2 separate regions of the Mus musculus genome follow, and region 1 is linked to region 2. The links are chromatin contacts, called in public ChIA-PET maps. All regions are on one chromosome and are shown on one strand. Each heading gives the region's core, a stretch centred on a gene start, on an enhancer-like site or on the middle of the called end of the contact. The rest is flanking DNA. Distances are from core to core; before and after follow the strand shown.

What was found. ChIA-PET counts read pairs in DNA pulled down with a chosen protein or histone mark.
Region 1: an RNA polymerase II ChIA-PET map of memory CD8 T cells shows a contact between it and region 2, with 6 read pairs. The contact joins two enhancer-like sites. A contact is called at or near these places in 1 of 115 datasets of contacts at active chromatin or transcription factors (memory CD8 T cells) and 1 of 9 other capture datasets (liver).

Annotation. Positions count from the first base shown.
Region 1 is chr4:83,563,692-83,570,482 of GRCm38.p6, forward strand. All of the region lies in intron 6 of Ccdc171 (coiled-coil domain containing 171), which reads left to right. Among named protein-coding and RNA genes, the nearest start is that of Gm25899, 39 kb to the left of the region's middle. Within about 2 kb of position 3,965, at least 85 of the 459 cell types and tissues checked have an H3K27ac peak or open chromatin away from gene starts, as enhancers often do. A contact at or near this core is called in liver and memory CD8 T cells, where this site is marked.
Region 2 is chr4:83,340,292-83,346,713 of GRCm38.p6, forward strand. No RefSeq gene overlaps it. Among named protein-coding and RNA genes, the nearest start is that of Ttc39b, 19 kb to the left of the region's middle. Within about 2 kb of position 2,595, at least 48 of the 459 cell types and tissues checked have an H3K27ac peak or open chromatin away from gene starts, as enhancers often do. A contact at or near this core is called in liver and memory CD8 T cells, where this site is marked.

The DNA of each region.
Region 1 (6,791 bases), core at 2,715-5,214, 220 kb after region 2:
TAGCTGGCATAGTTCTATTTTTTATTTTGGTAATTGTGAATGGGATTGTTTCCCTGATTTGTTGTCTTTTTATTTTTTATTATATTTGTTTAATGTGTGTATATATGTGAGTGAATTTGTGCAGATCAAAGTATGGTTTTTCCTTCTGCTACCAAGTGGGTGCTAGGGATTAAATTTAGGTCATCAGGCTTGTCAGCAAGCACCTCTGTCTGCTGAAGCATCGTGTTGCTCTGTTCTCTTTAGCGTTTCCTTATTGATTAGCCATGTAGAAAGGCTGCATTTGTGTGTGTGTGTGTGTTAATTTTGTAACCTGATACTTGGCTAAATGTATTTATCGGTTCTAAGAGTTTCCAGGTGGAGTCTTTTTGATTTGTTTTGTTCTTTGGATAAGTCTCATTGTGTAGTTATTGCAGCCCTGTAATTTTATATGTGGTATCAGGCTGTTGTTGAACCCACAGAGATATCTCAATCACTGCTTCCAGATTCTGTAATTAAAGGCATGTGCCACCATACCCAGCCTCTGGTGTAGTCTTTATGATGGATGGAGTCACATAAACTACCAATAAGGACACTGTGATTTCTTCCTCTCCTAATTGTCCCCCTTAATTGATTCTCTTCTATTTATGTAGCTAAATTTCTAGTAATGTATTAAATACAATTATCAAAACTAGAACCCTTATTCTTAATTTTACTGGAAATGCTTGGCTTTTTCTTTTTTCTTTTCTTTCCTTTTCTTTCTTTGATTTTTCTTTCTTTCCATCTTTAATCTTTTTTTTTACAACTCAGTTGTTATCCCCTTCTGTGCTACACTCTGACAGTTCCCCAAGGTATTGCTTTCCCCTCCCAAGTCTCCAGGAAGATGTCACTACACCTTCCACACCTTGATAGGCTTCCCCATGCCCTGGGGCATCAAGTCTCTCAAGAGTTAGGTGAGTCTTTTCTCACTGAGGCCAGACCAGAACCAGCTAGTGTATGTTGCCTGGTTGGTGGCTCAGTGTCTGAGAGATCTCAGGGGTCCGGGTTAGTTGAGACTGCTGGTCTTCCTATAGGGTTGTCTTCCTTCTTAGCTTCTTTCAGCCTTTCCCTTATTCAACACAGGGGTTCCCTGGCTTCTGTCCATTGGTTGGGTGTAAGTATCTGCTTCTGTCGTAGTCAGCTGCTTGTTGGGTCTCTCAGAGGACAGCCATGCTAGGCTCCTGTCTGTAAGCACAACATAGCATCAATAATAGTGTCAGGCCTTGGAGCCTCCCAATGAGATGGGTCCCAATTTGGGTCTGTCACTAGGACCTCCTTTCCCTCAGTCCCTTCTCCATTTTTGTCCCTGTAGTACTTTTAGACAGGGACAATTCTGAGTCAGAGTTTTTGACTGTGGAATGGCAACCCCATCCCTCCACTTGAGGCTCTGTCTTTCTACTGGAGGTGGACTGTACAGGTTCCCTATTCCCACTAGGATATTTCATCTAAGGTCCCTCCCTTTGAGTCTTGAGATTTTTCTCACCTCTCAGGTCTCTGTACATTCTAGAGGGTCCCCCACCCCATCTCCCACCTCCTGAGGTTGTATATTTCCATTCATTCCACTGGCCCTTAGGGCTTTACTCCTGGTCTCCACCCCCAATACCTGATCATGTTCCCTTCTTAACAATAAAAGAACTTCTGGGGGAATCACCATCCCTGACCTCAAGCTATAGTACAAATCAATAGTGATAAAAACGGTATGGTATTGGTACAGAGACAGACAGGTTGATCAATGGAATAGAATTAAAGACCCAGAAATAAACCCACACACCTATGGACACTTGATCTTTGACAAAGAAGCCAAAAATATACAATGGAAAGCATTTTTTTTTTTTTTTTTTTTGGTTTTGCGAGACAAGGTTTCTCTATATAGCCCTGGCTGTCCTGGAGCTCACTTTGTAGACCAGGCTGGCCTCGAACTCAGAAATCTGCCTGCCTCTGCCTCCCAAGTGCTGGGATTAAAGGTGTGCACCACCACACCGGGCTCAGAAAGCATCTTTGGTAAATGATGTTGATTTAATGGTCAGTCGGTATGTAGAAAAATGAAAATAGATCCATTATTTGTCACCTTGCATAAAGCTCAAGTCCAAGTGGATCAAGGACCTTGACATAGAACTAGATACACTTGAGAACTAATAGAAGAGAAAATGGACCTTGACGTAGAACTAGATACACTGAGAACTAATAGAAGAGAAAATGAGAAAGAGCCTCGAACTCATAGGCATGGAATTTCCTAAAGAGAACTTCAGTGGCTCAGGCTCTAAGATCAAGAATTGATAAATGGGATCTTATGAGACTGAAAAGCTTTTGTAAGGCAAAGGACGTAGTCAATAGGACAAATTGGCAACTTACAGATTGGGAAAAAAAATCACTAACTTCACATCTGATGGAGGGCTAAGACCCAAAATATATAAAGTACTCAAGAAGCTAACCTCCAAAAACACTAAACAACCCAATAAAAAAAATGGGGTATAGAACTAAACAGAATTCACAACTGAGGAATCTTAAATGGCAGAGAAGCACTTAAAGAAATGTTCAAGGTCCTTAGTGATCAGGGAAATGTAAATCAAAACAACCCTGAAAGTCTTTCTTACATCAATCAGAATGGCTAAGATCAAAAACTCAGGTGACACCACACGTTGGCGAGAATTCAGAGAAAGGGGAATACTCTTCCATTAATGGTGGGATTGCAAACTGGTACAACCACTCTCAATCTGGAGGTTCCTCAGAAAATTGGAAATAGATCTACCTGAAGACCCAGCTATACCACAATTGGGAATATACTCAAAAGATGCCCTACCATGCCACAGGGGCATGTTTCACTATGTTCATAGTGGCCTTATTTGTGATATCCAGAAGCTGGAAACAACCCAGATGTTCTACAGTGGAAGAATGGATACAGAAAATATGGTTCATTTACACAGTGGAATACTATTCAGCTATTAAGAACAAAGACATCATGAGTTTTGGAGGGAAATGGATGGAAATGGAAAATATCATTCTGTGTGTGATGTATCTCAGACCCAAAAGGACATGCATGGTATGCAATCACAACCCAGAGTACAATCCACAGAACTCAAAAAGGTTAACGAGCCATAGGGCCCAAGTGAGGATGCTTCAGTCCCACCAGCTTTCATTATACTGAGATACATTCCTTTTATCCCCAGTTTCTTTAGATTTTGTTAAACAAAATGAAAGTTTTTAAGGTTTAGTGTGTGTGTTTGGGGAGGGGGCACACAATTTGCATGAACCAAGCCTCTACTATACAGATTCTCAGGTCACACTTGGATTACTACACTTGGAGGCAAGTACTTGGGAGGCCATTTCACTGGCCCACTTGGGTGCTTTTATCATAAAGAGACGCTGTGTTTTGTCAAACACCATTTTTGCTTCCCTTAAGATGATCATGTGATTTCTGTCTTTGAGCCCATTTATGTGATGTATTATTACATTCATTGATTCACGTATGGGATTTCATGTGGCCTGAGCCTCACAAGTCTTGTGTTTGCTATCATAACTACAGTGAGTTTCTATTATTATGCTCCAACTCCACGGGAAACCCAGGAGAGCTCAAGAACTGCAGAGCCCGCTGCAATCGTGCATAAGAGTCTTTTAGTCACGAGTCAGACTAGGATCACAACCCTTCCCACAGCATAGGACAGGAGTGCAACCTTGAGCTTGGGTGTCTTGGCACTTACATCCAGCATAGTTAGAAATTCTTCAAATGCTTAGGGTGATGGGAGGGAAGGTGGGTGAGATAAGTCATGACTCAGACAGGATACCATTTGGAAGGGCGGAATCACAAGGCTGAGAGGGGGAGTCTTCTGACCTAAGGATGATCTTTATGGGGCTATCAGGAGCTAGTTTTATGACTGGCCATAACTATCTGTGACCTACCTACCTTCTATGATTTAAACGTGGGACCTTAATCTCCCTTTTCCAAGGATAGGCACCAGCGGCACCTGGGAAGCGCCCAGCAGGTTATCAGGGAGAGTGCTAGCCTTGGTGCCACTGCAGCTGGGGAGATTTGTCATTGTCTCACTCAAGCTGGTGCCTGTGGCTCCTCAAGTTCTCCGTGTGTGTGTGTGTGTGTGTGTGTGTGTGTGTGTGTGTGTGCGTGCGTGTGTGTGTGTGAACCCCCGTGTTTGCTGCAGGAGGGAGCAGGGGTTGGGGAAAGCAGAACTTCTGAGGGAAACCACAGAGGCTTGCTGTGGGAGAGAGCCTAGGGTGGGGGAGGGGGGCTTCTGTGGGAGAGTGCAGAAGGAAGCCTCCTGTGCACTTCACTATGTTCATGTGTCTTGTGTCTGGAAAATGCTTTTTTCTTGTAGTAATCTGTTGTGTCCGGCCAGCAGACCACAACCTGGGTTCTAGCCTGGAAAGGCATTTTGGAAACCTGGAAGAGAAGAGGGGCTAGGTGGCGAGAGAAAGAAATGTAGCCAAGACAGTTATTCTGATCAAAGCTCAATTTTACTAGTTCCGACATTTCAGTTATAAAGGAAGGGGGAGGGGACCCGATTCCTGCCGAATAATCTCAGGTCCAGTAGAAAGGTGAGCACGTGTGTGGCTCCAAACAGCAAAGCTGGCAGGTTCCAGCAGTGGGCGTGGCAGAACGAATGAGCAGGAAGCTCCACCCCTGAGCAAGCAGGTTTCAGGCTGGAGGAGGGGAGACTACAGTAATCCATTGCCTCTGGCGTTTACAATCCTTCCCACCCTCTGTCCTGTGGTCCTGAGCCTTCAGAGTTACTGCTCATCTATGGTCATTGCTGCTCCATTCACAATATACACGAAATGGAAACACCCAGATGTTCTTCCGCTGATGAATAGTGAATAATGAAACTGTGGTCTACCTACACAACGGGATATTATTCAGCTATTAGGAAAAATGAAATTTGAGGACAGTTGGATGGAGCTTGAAGTGGTCATCCTGAGTGAGGTAACCCAGACCCAGAAGACAAGCATCACATTTTCTTTCATATATGGATGCTTTGACTCTTCAGATGTGTATGTTTCATCTGTAAACACTACGAGATCAGGAAACGAGTAAGGGGCCATGGAGAGAGGCTTGCAGGAAACAGGAGGTAGGGTAAAGGGCTGAAGGAGATTAATGATGGGGATGGAGAGGTGGCTCAGGGGTTAAGAGCCCTGGCAGCTCTTACAGAGGACCTGGGTTCAATTCCCAGTGTCGACATGGTGCCTCAAACTGTCAGTTACTCCATTTAAATGAAATTCAGTGTTCTTTTCTGGCTTCTGAGGACACTGAATGCACATGGTGAACAGAAAAAACAACACATATACATAAACAAAATCTCCAAAAAATGTATGGGAGATAAATGGAACAGAAGAGTTGCATTAAAGTTAGGGATGGGAAGGCAGGGTAAAGGAGGAAATGGGAGGTGGATAGTTACTCTAAAGACCCTTTCAAAAAGCTATATGGAGACCTACTACTCTAGAGGTTTCCTAAACTATGTATGCACATATATGAAAAGTTAAAATAGAGTTACAGTGTAACAGGGTGGTCTTGCTAGACACCACATGGTAACAAATACACCCAGTGCCAGAATGGGTTACCTTTTTGGTCATTGATGTTCCCATAATCCCTCGTAGGCCCTCAGACATTACTGGCTATTGCTGTTGCTGTTGGTTATCCTTCAGAACACGACAGTGAGGCCCTATTGCTGAAGACATCGCCTACCTGAGCCATTGACCATGGAGAAATCACGTTAGTGCTTGCCTGGAAGCTCCATCCCCACTACTAGCTCTCATATTTCAGGAAGGTACTATATACATGATAACCGAGGAGAAAAATGTTACCCAGCTATGAACCCTGTGAGCCACGTTTAAGAATTGGCCTGGCCATGAACTTGTGATCCTCCTGTCTCCATCTCCTTCAGCAAATCCTACCAGCATGGGCCTGGTTTACAGAGAGAGTTCCAGGGCAGCCAAGACCCTGTTTCGAAACAGACAAACAGACAAACAAACAAACGGCCTGGCAAAACATGAAGACATTCCTGTTGGTATAATAGGGGCTGCAAACATCATGAGGGCAACCAGTAACTTTTTGATTGTATTTAAATCTCAATACACAAGGTGAAACCCATACTGTATCTCAAGAGAACCTACTACTTTTATGCTGCTAGAATGACATGATATTAAACTGAGTCCAATGACTTGTTGTTATACTATAGATTAATACACTCACTAACCCTCATCATAGAAATGTCTATCTGTAATAGATAGTGATTAGCATAGGGACCCACAGCTGGTCCAGGTGTAGAGAAAAGGACTTTGCGATAGTAAATAGAGTCTGGGTTAATACTAGTTATGACACAGTGTAGCATTTATTGATTGATTGATTAGTTGTAATTTTTTCTTTCCATGACTCCTTATGACTCTGTAAGGTTGCCTGTCTTGCTTTTTAAATTTATTTTTAGTTATGGGGAAGGGCAGGCATCTGCAGTGGCTGGAAGTGTGGGATCCTCAGGAGCTGGAGTTACAGGTGGTTGTGAACCTCTTGATGTGGGAGCTGGGGATTGAACTTGAGTCCTCTGGCAATACATGGACTTCATTGCTGAGTTATCTCTTCAGCCCTTTCACTGTACAGTCTACAATTCAGGAACAAATTACTGGTTTTTTTTTTTTTTTCATCCTGGTTCTTTGAGGAGACAACCTTATACCAGATTAGTGTTATAGATAGCCAACTGATGTGTTTTCTAAGCTAGAAAGAGCATATTTGCTTGATACTTTACTAAATATAGTTCTACAAGTATAATTAAAAT
Region 2 (6,422 bases), core at 1,345-3,844:
GCTCGGCAGTTAAGAGTACTGACTGCTCTTCCAGAGGTTCTTAGTTCAATTCCCAGCAACCACATGGTGGCTCACACCCATCTGTGATGGGGTCTGAAGCCCTCTTCTGGTGTGTCTGAAGAGAGTGACAGTGTACTCATATACATAAAATAAATGAAAAATTTTAAATATAGTATATTTAAACCATGGAAATTTATCCATTAACCTTAAAACATTAATGCATGCAACAGCATAAATAACCCCTGAAACAGGTAAAATTGTATTTATATAAAATATCTAGGAGTGGAAAACTCCTAGCTAAACATATACTTTCTGGTAAAACATAAAATACGCTTTCTGGTAAAACAGAAAGCATAATAGTAGTCACTTGGGTTGGGGAAGAGAAAAATGGGGAATAATTACTTAGCATAGGATGATACAACTAGATAAACTAGAAAAAAAGTAATAATTGAAGAAAATGTCTAAGTGGCATTAAATTGTACACTATTTTAGGGTTTCTCTATTTAGCCATGACTGTCCTGGAACTCACTCTATAGACCAGGCTGGCCTCAAACTCAAAGATGTGCCTGCCTCTGCCTCCCTAGTGCTGGGACTAAAGGAATGAGCCACCACTGCTAGCTGACCTGTACACTTTGTAGACAGGATTAGAACTCACCGTGAGGTGAAGAATATAGCCCTAAACTCCTGATCCTCGTGCCTCAGCTTCCGAGTGTTGGGATGACAGGTGTGTGCCACCACACTCGATTTAGAAATGAATATTTTTTACAGAAATTACAGAGGTCACACATCAATTTTTTTTTTAAAGGGGTTTGGTTCTGTTTTTTTTTTTTTTTAAGATTTATTTATTATTATATGTAAGTACACTGTAGCTGTCTTCAGACACACCAGAAGAGGGAGTCAGATTTTGTTAAGGATGGTTGTGAGCCACCATGTGGTTGCTGGGATTTGAACTCTGGACCTTCGGAAGAGCAGTCGGGTGCTCTTACCCACTGAGCCATCTCACCAGCCCCACACATCAATTTTTAAAAGTAGAAAAGATGTTGTTTTACAGGACCATTCTCCCAGCCAAACAGCCATGGTCGTGAGACACTCGGCCTAGATGTTTTGATGGACTGATACATCCCCTCATAGAGGATTAAAGGTGTGAGCCACCACTGCCCAGCTTTCTTTCTCTTTCTTTCTTTCATTATTTATCTATTTATTCAAAACAGGCTTTCTCTTTGTAGCCCTGTCGTTCCTGGAACTCACTGTGTGGACTGGGCTGGCCTTGAACTCAAAGATCCACCTGCCTCTGTGCACAACCCCTCTCCACCCCCACCTCGGTGCTGGGATTAAAAGCTCTACACCACCATTATTCAGTTCCAGCTAATACGAAAATACTTACGTTTTGCTTTGATTTGGCTTTCTGAGCCCCAGCTGATATGCAGGTCTCCCTAGTCCTGGGATTAAGGCATTCTTAGCCAGCCCTCAGAACAGAGCGTCAAGGATGATTAAAATTAGCTCAGAGAGAAATGGCCGACGATGTCTAGGACAGACACTGATAGCCCCCAAATCAGAGAAAATGCTCCATCCTCATAAAGTTTACGTGCCAGGGCAGAAGAGAGAAATGCCAGGTAAGGCAGCATTCCTGTAATGGAGCATTTAGGAGGCCAAGACAGGATCGTGAGTTCAAGGCCAGTATGGGCTGTATAGGGAGACCCTGTCAGAAAAATAAAACAACCCGCCATTAATGATAAGATGATACAGAGATAGGCACTCAAGAATAGAATAGAAAACAGGCTAAAGGTATTAGACACTCCATTGCCAGTCACATCTAAGGCACTCCTAGGAGACCAGCCCTCCTAATTACAAACTGGGAAATAAAAGGGGAAAGGAAGCGCCGAGGTTACTGTAAATGACCCCTCCCCCAAAAGGCAGTCTTCTGGTGAAGGGTTTTTAACTTGAAAGCAGCTCCAACACAGGAGCTTCATTAGCTCAATGAAAGCAGAGTCCGGGTGACCATAGCAGGTGGAAACCGAGAGGAGAAATCCAGGAACAGGGTAAAGGTAAAAGGGGTGGGGGTGGGAGTGGGGTGGGGGAGTAGAACTTGGGGTGGAGTCTGGCCCAACCTCTGGCTCTTCCCAGGCACACGGAGCCAACTCCCTGCTGCTTAGCCAAGGCTAAAAGAACCAAGCTTCTATAACAGGGCAAAGAGCATTTACTGTGTGTGTTTGGCCAAGTCAGCTAACATCTGTTTTTGTTTTAATTGCACGCTCTTCTGAGAAGTCCAAATCAAAGCCCTGAAAAATTCCCTTAAAGGTTATCTTCCTACCCACTGCACTGTGGGCTCCCCACAGGCTACTCGCTCTTCCCTCTTTGTCGCGGGGAAAAGGGAAAGGGGAAAACAGCTTGGTGTCAAGAATCAAAAGTAGCATTGTGCGCCCGCCTTTGACACAGTCTTCCTCTCTGAGATCTCACCTCTCAAAGATAAGCAAAACCACATGCAAACACACAAGTAAGAAATACAGGGCGGGATTCGCCTTGTCCTCACATGCCTGCAATCTCAGCTCAGGAGACAAGGGCAGGGGGATAGATCTTTCCAAGTTCCAGGTCAGCCAAGGTTCCGTCCTTGGTAAGGTCCTGACGCCTCCATGGCACTGCATGCCCCAACCCCCTCCCTAGGTAGCATGTTACCGGGAATTTTTCCTGCTCTATCTATTCATACTAGTTTTCTGTGGCACAGAGACCCTGTAAAATTAGATGACAAAGTGCAGGTATAGAAGAGAGAAACAAACAGGCAGTTTATGGCAATGTGCACTATAGAGACAGGACAACACTTAAGGTGGGCATAGTTGGCAAGGATACGGATTTATACGTCATTATGTTAAGGAAAGAATGATAGTTTATTGATATTGCAGTAATGAAGATCAAACGCAGGGCCTTACACAGGCTAAGCTGACGCTTTACCACTGAGCTGCCTCACCGGCTCCAGACTGAGATTTGCATTTTACTTTATTTGGAAGCAGTGTCTCACTGTGTGGACCAGGCTGGCCTCTTCACACAGACTTGCTCTCATGCCACCCTCCCAAGTGCTGGGCTTAACACCGTGCACCACGGCACCTGGCCTGTGGTAGAGAATCAAAATAGTATCAAGACAAATAAAGACTGTGCTGCTAGGGAAAGATAAATATGGAGAAACCACTGGGAAGCAATGGTTGGGTAATACACTTAGTGCCAGGCTAAGGATCTGTTTTGTCTCCAGCATTTAATCTTTACTCTTCCTTGGTGAAGGCAGAGCGGAGTCTTCATACGTCTATGTCTTGACTATGCAAGTGAGCAAGAGCCAAAATTATTTATTTCTGCTTCTTTGTGAGAAGCAGAAATATCTTCAGCTCCAAATACTTCTCTTTCAAAACCGAGTGCTTGGTGTGGGTGGATGTGTCCTGGCACTCCTCAAAAGGTTCGACTTACAGTGCTGTTTGGTTTTTTTTTTGTTTTTTTTTTAAATGTTTCAGAATTATCAGATAAGCAAAGATAATTTTTTTAAAGTTTTCTTTTCTTTTTTTCTTTAAGATTTATTTATTTATCCATTATATGTAAGTACACTGTAGCTGTCTTCAGACACCCCAAAAGAGGGCGTCAGATCTCATTATAGATGGCTGTGAGTCACCATGTGGTTGCTGGGATCTGAACTCACTCATGATCTTCAGTCTGAGCTCTTAACTGCTGAGCCATCTCTCCAGCCCAAGATAAACATTTTGAGAAAATGTTCTGTTGAGGGGCTAGAGAGATGGCTCAGTGATTAAGGATGCTTGCTGCTCCTGCCATCCCTGTTGGACGGTGCCCAACTCCAGCAGCAGGGGAGTCTAGCACCCTCTTCTGGCCTCCACAGGCATGCCCACATCAGATATACACAAATACACATACTTTCAAACAAAGTTAATTGTTTAAAATGCTCCATTGAGTTATTGCTGTTATTGAAGTCTGCATTGTTATAGTCCTATTGAGGGCAGTAATTTACCCAAATCACAAACTCTCAGAGCAACCACATCAGCCTACAAATGTTCTTACATGTAGATCATAGTGGGGTTTTAGTACAATCACTGCATTTAGGGTAAACATTAGAATGATATAGCTGCTTTTCACTGTATCTAAGGTAAACAGCAGAACGAATAGTTGTTTTCTAGAAGTGCTCAGACCTTGAAATCTTTGTGGAAAACAGAGATTGCTTGCTGTGATTTACAGAGGTTTTCAGGAGGAGCTTTACAGCCTTCGCCTGACGTTGGTCACAAGACTATGTTCCTGGCACACCTGGAACATCTGGATGGTGCACAGTAAGGACTAAAGTTGCCGGGTGTGAGGTTTTCCTTTATGAAACGTATAGATTAGAGCAGAGGTATGAGGGAATTGTTTTGCTTAACAACAATAACTGTGTAACCATCCATAAATCAGTCTTTGTACAGCTGTTCCATCTGCAGTCCAGAGAGGTTCCATCTCCCTGCTGCCAGCCAGGCCTTAACTCATCCTGCAGTGTCTCTCTTTCTCCGATTGACCCTCACGATTCAGAACCCTGACAGTAAATGACATTGGATGTGGACACTTGGGTCTCTCCTGGCTTTGTTTGAACCAACATTACTATCTTGCTGGTTCCTATATTAGTTTTATTTTATTTATTCTTTATCTTTATCTTTATCTCTCTCTCTCTCTCTCTCTCTCTCTCTCTCTCTCTCTCTCTCTCTCTGTGTGTGTGTGTGTGTGTGTGTGTGTGTGTGTGTGGTGACAGCAGAGGTACTAGGAACTGAATCCAGGTCCTTATGGGTGCTTAGGAGACACCAAAAATGCTGAACTAGGAAGCTGCACCCTTAGCAGAATTTCCTCTTTTCTGTCTCAAGGTCAAGGCTGTGGTCTTCAGGTTTGAATGGAGTTGATCTGTAAGGTCACCTGCAGGCCTCAGTTCCTTCTTTTTACTTTGTTCCTTCTGTGTTCTCCAGGGGCTTATTGTCCACACAGTCAAACCAGATTATCACTGTTATATCTATATTTCATCCTGTGGAACAGGGAGGGATGTGGAGAAAAAACACCATCCCCGATCCCTTTAAGCACACGACCTACAGGCTGTTCACATTGGGTTTCAAATCTCATCAGACAAAATTTCCTTAGTCACATGCAAAGGAAAGTGAAAAATCTTGTCTCTAACTAGGTAACTGTGTTCACAGGAAACACAAAGGACCACGTGACTGAAAGGAAGTTGCAGTGGACACTGGAGGAGATTTGTGGTCTCAGTTACAGAGTTATATCCCATGCCTACATGCATACCCTGCATAATGACATGCCGCTCAGTGGTGAGCCATATAGACAATAACGTTCTCATAAGAACATAAAGGAGATGAAATTTTCTTTTTTTAAAAAAATATATTCTTTGTCAGCTTCATACTTATATATAATACATGTCTATATAGTTTTGATGATCTATGAGGACTTTTTGGTCAATAGTTCATAGGAAGGTGATCCATGCCGGGCACTGGATTTTCATGTAATAACCCATGGATTCTGGGATTGGCATTATTCGCCCATGCATAATACCTCCAAGACAAAAACACCTATTGCTTAGAGATACTGTAATCATCATTACATAATAGCCCAATGCATGTTGCCTGATGTGTGTTTTCAGTCACACTGGTGTAAACAAACCCACCACACTGCCAACACATAGAAACATAGCTCATATAATTACATATAGTGCATAATACTTGGTATTTAAGTAAATATTTTACTGACGCATGAATGTACAATTATACACTTTTTAATCATTACCTTGAAGTAAATTCCATGTTCTTATTTTATTTTACTGTAAATAGTATCTGTTATGGCAGGACAGCTTTAGCCATGTGTTTACTTTGTCCCTTCCCAGCATTAAAGCCATATTGAGGTCAAGCATCTAGGCTTATGCCTGTAATCACAGCAACCAAGAGGCTGAAGCAGAAGGATTGCAAGTTTGAGACCAGCCCTGGTTACAAAGCAAGACTTGTCTCAAAACCAAACAAAAGGCCTCTTTGAGTGATTGATTGGCCTAAGCCATTTTGGTTTGCCTGAGTGCACTCGGTGATGGTTTTGCAATGAACTCACCTAACACTGTATTTCTCCAGACATTGCCTCATTAACTATTGGCTTAATTTCTTTTCTATGCTACAATAAACTGTCCTGACAAAAGCAACTTAAAACAGAAAGGGTTTATTTTAGCTCACAGTCTAAGGCCATCCTAGAGGGGAAGTCAAGGCACTGGAAGCTTGAAACAGCTGGTCACACTACCTACACAGTCAGAAGGCAAGGGCAAAGAAAGCACGAATCTTTTTTTAGGGGGTGGGGGTGGGGTTGAGGCAGGGTTTCTCTGTTTAGCCTTGGCTGTCCTGGAACTCACTCTGTAGACCAAGACTGGCCTTGAA